2 separate regions of the Hordeum vulgare genome follow, and region 2 is linked to region 1. Evidence: chromatin contacts called from public Hi-C data. All regions are on one chromosome and are shown on one strand. Each heading gives the region's core, a stretch centred on a gene start, on an enhancer-like site or on the middle of the called end of the contact. The rest is flanking DNA. Distances are from core to core; before and after follow the strand shown.

Evidence for each region. A called contact is a pair of places that touch in the nucleus more often than the background predicts.
Region 2: a contact with region 1 is called in a Hi-C map of leaf, with 4 times the contacts expected there. The contact joins two enhancer-like sites. A contact is called at or near these places in 3 of 6 Hi-C or Micro-C datasets (leaf and seedling).

The regions. Positions count from the first base shown.
Region 1 is chr5H:4,293,305-4,296,448 of MorexV3_pseudomolecules_assembly, forward strand. No RefSeq gene overlaps it. Among protein-coding and RNA genes, the nearest start is that of LOC123396425, 4.9 kb to the left of the region's middle. Within about 2 kb of position 1,592, at least 2 of the 3 cell types and tissues checked have open chromatin away from gene starts, as enhancers often do. A contact at or near this core is called in leaf, where this site is marked.
Region 2 is chr5H:4,333,034-4,336,100 of MorexV3_pseudomolecules_assembly, forward strand. It overlaps LOC123398620 (receptor protein-tyrosine kinase CEPR1), which reads right to left. Exons shown (of 1, transcript XM_045093070.1): 1 at 1,889-3,067. The coding sequence ends at 2,191. Among protein-coding and RNA genes, the nearest start is that of LOC123398620, 4.0 kb to the right of the region's middle. Within about 2 kb of position 1,743, at least 1 of the 3 cell types and tissues checked has open chromatin away from gene starts, as enhancers often do. A contact at or near this core is called in leaf, where this site is marked.

The DNA of each region.
Region 1 (3,144 bases), core at 342-2,841:
CCCGGTCCAACCTGACCGAGCCAATCGTCGGCTAGCACGTGGCCGACTAGCCACTGACCGGCCGCAGCAAGGCCAACAAGAGCCCATCGGCCACGACAAGGCCGACCTAAGCCAGTCGGCAGCTGAAGCAGTATTATTTAAAAGAAATTCAAATCGATGTATTATTTTCCAAACTCAGTAAAAAAGATGCAATAGTCAAATCGACTGCATACATTGGCTCCAGGCGACCTGCACAGGCTTGGCTTGCTGCAGCACTTTATTACCGATGGTCTCGTCAAGTCTAGTCTTATCTGCATGGATGGATTGTACTGTTGATGCTGGAGAAGGAGGCGGTGTGCATGCATGTGGTTGGAGCTTCACGTTTGGCTTTGTATACACAGGTATCAAAAGTGTCTTTTATGAACGCACATCTTACTAGCTAGCCCTGTTCGGATACTCTAACTTAGCTAGTGGTTAGAGTTAGTTTCTAGCTCATGACTAATTTTAAATTAATTTTAGCCAAACAGATGTTTGGATGGAAGGGTTAGATTGACAATAGATGCATTTTATGGAAGGAGAAAGGTAATTTTTTAAGGGGAGTGATCTGCGCCGACGCGCCGGCCCAAACTTTTCGCCGGTCGCGCCGGGCCGCACGATCCACCAACCCCCGCGCGTCCGCACCGTTGGATCCGCATGTAACATTTTTTCTCCTATGCAGCAAAATGTCGATTCGATGCAGCAATTTTTTCAACGGTTGCAACAAAAAATAAAATTTGTAGCAAAAAAAAAATCTACATGATTGTAGCAAAAAAACGAAGCTGATGGTACGTGGTAGCAAAAGTCAAACGCCGGTTGTAACAAATATTTATGTGACGTGTATGCAACTTTTTAGTGAACGGTTGCAGCAAAACATGATGCCGGTTGTAGCAAAAATTAATACGGTTGTAACAAAAGTAAAAAAACATCGATTGTAATAAAAAATCCGACGAACTGGAGTTGCAACCATACGTATATGCAACTTTTATACTGGGACAAAATATAGTAAAAAAATGCTTGCAGCAAAAATGACGCTGATTGCAACAAATTTAGACGAAAAATGTTGCATCCATTGACCAACGAAGCGTGCGGGGTGGGAAAAATATTGCATGGGCCAGCGCTTGAGGGGGCGACCGGCGCGTCGGATGGAAACGATTCCCTTTTTTAATGGGCCCCATGAGAACTAGCTCAAATTAGCATCTCTTGGCTGGTGGGAGAGAGAGAAAAAATATTTTTTTAATGAACCCCATAAAAACTAGCTCCAATTAGCACCTCTTGGATGGGATAGTTTTTTTGAATGGGTTAGATGCAATTAGCTCCAATCTAATCCTTATGTTTGAATAATTTAGGGCTAGTTGAACCAAAACTAGCTCAAACTAACTCTAACGTATGGAACCAAACAGGAGCCCTACTAAGCTACAGAGGATTGATTGATCGGGTCACACTGCAGTGATGTACCTGCAGGTTAGTCCAATCCATCCATGGTTTGTCGGGTCAAGTCAGGTCAGATGAGGCAGGTGCCTGCGTCTGCATCTACTCCATGCAAAAAAAAGAAAACATCGGTCGAGTCAGAGCAGCATCTTTTACGCACACTGCGCTGCCTAGTTGCTAGGGCCGTGCAAGCTGTCCAGCCATATGGCCTTCCATGCACTGCGGCGGTCTTTTTCGCAAAGTTTAACATAAAATAAAAATCCATTTAAGAAAAAAACATAAGATGATCCTTTTGCATGACGTCACGACCAGCGACATATGTCAAAGATGACCGTGACACCATTGGTCCGAATTGCGTCACATGACGCCCCGCGGCGGGGCGCCATGCTCATTACCATCACGCCTTGGTCCACGGCAGTCCTGCCCAAATGGGCTGGTCCGGCACGGCACGAATGTTAGCAGGTTCGTGGTGTGTCGGTTCACGTGCGTAGCCTCCTGGCCCAAGCATGGTACAGGGAAAATCCCTATTTGACGCTCTCTGAGTCGTCCTCTCGGGACATCGCATAGACGCACCCCAGCTACCGATTTAGAATTGGCAGGTCCATTTATATGGCAACATATCCGGTGTTGGGAAAAAGGTTCCTAGGCGGTTTTCTTAGTTTTGGAAAACTTCTACAAAGTTCCCTCAATTAGTTTTTATTATTTTTGTTTTTGTTTCAAAAATGTTCTGGATTTTCAAAGAATGTTCTGGAATTTGAAAAAATGTGTTGATTTTCAAATAATGCTCTGAAATTTTGAAATTTTAAAAAATGTTCTGGAATCGAGATTTTTTTCCGGAATTTAAAAATATCTTCCGTAATTTTAGATAAAAAATCTGATTTTTTTTTCTGTTTATGTTTTCAATAATGTTCTGGATTTTCAAAAAAGGTTCTCAATTTACAACAAATGTTTCGGAATTTGAAAAAATACTCCGGATTTTAAAAAAATGTTCTGGAGTTTCAGAAATGTTCTAGAATTTGAAAAAATGTTCCGGAATTTGAAAAATGTTCTGGATTATCTTTTAAATATTTTCTGTTTATCTTTTAAATAATGTTCTGGATTTTTAAAAATTATTCTCAATTTACAAGAAATGTTCCGGATTTTCAAAAATGTTCTGGAGTTTGAAAAATGTTCTAGAATTTTAGAAAAAATTTAGGAATTTGAAAAATGTTTCGAAAGTTGAAAAAAAGTTCCGGAATTGAGAAACTTTTTCTGGAATTTTAAAAAATGTTCCATGATTTTAGAAAGAAATTCTGAATTTTTTCTGTTTATGTTTTAAATAATGTTCTGTATTTTCAAAAAATGTTCTCAATTTACAAAAAAATGTTTCGGAATTTGAAAAAATGTTCCGGATTTTCAAAAATGTTCTGGAGTTTGAGAAGTGTTCTAGAGTTTGAAAAAATATTCCGGAAATTGAGAAAATGTTTCCAAATTCGGAAAATTATTCCGGAATTTGAAAAATGTTCCGAAATTTGTAAAAATTGTTCCGCAATCGAGAAACTTTTTCTGGGATTTAAAAAATGTTCCGGAATTTTAGGAAAATGTTCCAATTTTTTTCTGCTTATGTTATAAATAATGTTCTGGATTTTCGGAAAATGTTCTTAATTTCCAAATATTCTTCGGAATTTGAAAATATGTTCTGGATTTTTCAGAAAATAT
Region 2 (3,067 bases), core at 493-2,992, 40 kb after region 1:
ACTCCCTCTGTATCGGTGTATTAGACATCTTAGATGGTGCACCATGATCAAGACTGGAAGAAAACAAGAAATTTGATGCTTATTAGTTAATTAATAACGTTGCATGCAAATAATCGGACCATTGCATGTCAGTGCTTGGTAGTCTCAAGTATTTGAAGGTACACACATCTTACATCAAGAAACAAGGAACGATATGGGTAATTAATGCATCATGCTTGAGCGTTTTGAAATTATTTGGTTTTCGTAATGTGTCTAATGCACTGATAAAGAGGGAGGAATGAAAGAATAACTATACAGGCCTCGAGATTCAGACAACCAAATGTTAGAAGGTCCTGATTTGACAAGCCTTAACGAAATGTACATCAGCCATTTCTTAGTGGAAATGTACATCCTATATGCAGCCAAATTTATCAAATATTAATTGTTTACTAAAAATAGGAAACAAAAGTTGTGGCCTCCAAATGTTGAGGTGACTTGGATTTTGTAGTGTTACAAATGTCCATTCCCGTGTCATGTTATTCAACATTCTATTATTTTCTATATGAAGATTTTCCCCCAACCTTTGTTTTTGTCTTATGTTTTTTGGCATCCAAGCAGGCTGCGATAATAAGGCTTCCATTTATTTTAAAAGAAGAGAAACAAATAGATTAAGGGGCATGCAATTTTAGTTGGATTGCGTCCTCATTTTTTTTACTAAACAATGCAAATTATTAATTATTATTATTTTGCAAAATACCAAAGGCCACACATATTTAAGCCATGAGACCCTTCATAAAAAATAATAAAAAATCACTCACACATCTTTATGAGAAAATCGATGTCGTCTTTCATCTGCACTTGTTGGTGGAAGCTCAATGCTGCTTTGGACCTCCGAATCAACACTAGAGAAACTTTCTTGATGCAAGGTTTGTGATGGCACCGATGACTGTGATCTGAGAAGCAAATCGCCGCCCCGAGAAGCATGTGACAAAGAGGGTTTGGAGACTGTCACCGATTCGGGGATACCTAAACCTGACCAGATCCGTAATGAACCGAGGGTGGAAACTTCGCCTATCGAAGAAGCAGCGGGAGGACCAAAGCACGATGCGCCACCACCCACTCCGCGAGCGGACGCCTTCTAAGACCATGTGCAAATCATGGAGACACAACTAGATCCATTTCTCCATAAGAGTACCCTCCCCCCCCCTCCAGCTCACCCCTCCTCCATTTCCTAAATTTCATATATTTCAGTGCGATCTAAAATATTTTTAACACCAAAATTTTGAGGCATTTTTTAAAATAAATTTAAACCATGTCGGAATTCATTAAAATTAAATGAAATTTGAAATCTTAAAATCCCCCCAAAAAATCCAAAATATGCAAAATTTCGCATATTTCACTGAGGTTCGAAATTGTTTTGCTTCTGAAATTTAAAACCTGCCCCCCCCCCCCCCCCCCTCTTTGTCCGATGAGATTTCCCTTGTATATTTGCATGGCTATATGATGATTTTATGTTAAAAGAAAAGTAACAAAGCACCTCTTGTCAATCCGTTCCATCAGGGCATCACTCTCAGCAAAACGAAAAACGGCACAAGGAAAAGGGAGAAGAAAAGGTGGCCATGGATCCAAAAAAGAAAGGAACAATTCAGAGCCTGAATGCACTGGTACTTTTTGTTGCATCCATCCATTTATATGCATAGGATACATACATTACAGCATATGCACGGTTGCTGTTGATAGATACACACAGGTCCATCCTTCCACTCACTGAGGCATCAGATTCTGCTTAAACACCAAGCAGCCTTGCACAGTACAGTATAGTATATCTCAGTGATCCATATGGAAAACGACCCCAAAACAAAAAAAGGTGGCTATGCAATATTATTATTGCAATGCAGCTACTCCATTATTAATTTACCTATGCACATACTCTATATATATCACTCAATCTAGTGCAAGATCCAACAATCTTTGCAACTTAAATTGCATCAATCCATCCTCAAAATCACCTCTCTATAATACCTTAGTTGCACCACTAGCTCTCATCATCTTCTTAATCAGTACTAGCAGTAGTGCTATTACAATTGTAGTTGCTACTAATTTCGCCTAATAATAGCTTAATTGGATCAGTGTGATGATCGCTTGATTCACTCTTTGTTACTACTACTAATTACTGGATGGTTAATTGATTGAGTTGCACGGCTCACATAGTCACATGGCCTCATTATCAGCTGGTTTGGGTTTGTGGCCGGAGAAGTCTTTGGCGGAGCGGCTGCCGGGGGGCGGGCCGGACTCGGCGAGCATCTGGACGACGTCGGCCATGGTGGGGCGGAGGCCGGGGATGCTGCAGGTGCACCGGACGGCCACGCGCATCGCCTGCACCATCTCGTCTTTGAAGGGGCTCCACGCGAGCCGCTTGTCGAGCGCCTCCGCCTCCGCCGCGCCCGCCACCTTGCCGGTCACCCACTGCACGATGTCCCTCGTCTCCCCGAACTCCGGCTCGATCGGCTTCTTCCCCGTGGCCAGCTCCATCAGCACCACCCCGAAGCTGTACACGTCGCACTTGGTCGTCGCCTTGGACGAGTAGGCGTACTCCGGGGCCAGGTACCCGTACGTGCCGGCGATGGTGGTGGTGGACGAGGTGTCTCCGCCGACGCCCACGCCGCCGCGGGTCGCCTGGAGCACCTTGGCGATGCCGAAGTCGGCCACCTTGGGCTCGAAGTCGGCGTCGAGCAGGATGTTGGACGACTTGACGTCGCGGTGCACGATGGCGAACATGAGGTCGTGGTGCAGGTACGCCAGGCCCTGGGCCACGCCGATGGCCACGCGGCGGCGCGTCGGCCAGTCGAGGAACCCGAAGCCGCCCCACCCGCCGCCGGCGCCGCCGTGCAGCGCGTCCCACAGGTTGCCGTTGGGCATGTACTCGTACACCAGCAGGTTGCAGTCGGCGCCCGAGTAGCAGCAGTAGAGCTTCACGATGTTCTTGTGCCGGATGCTGCCCAGCGTCTCCACCTCCGTCCGCAGCTCGCGGCTGTCGTCCTCCTCGCCGCCGCCGCCGCCACCGTAGCCACGGCCGTGCCCGCGATGC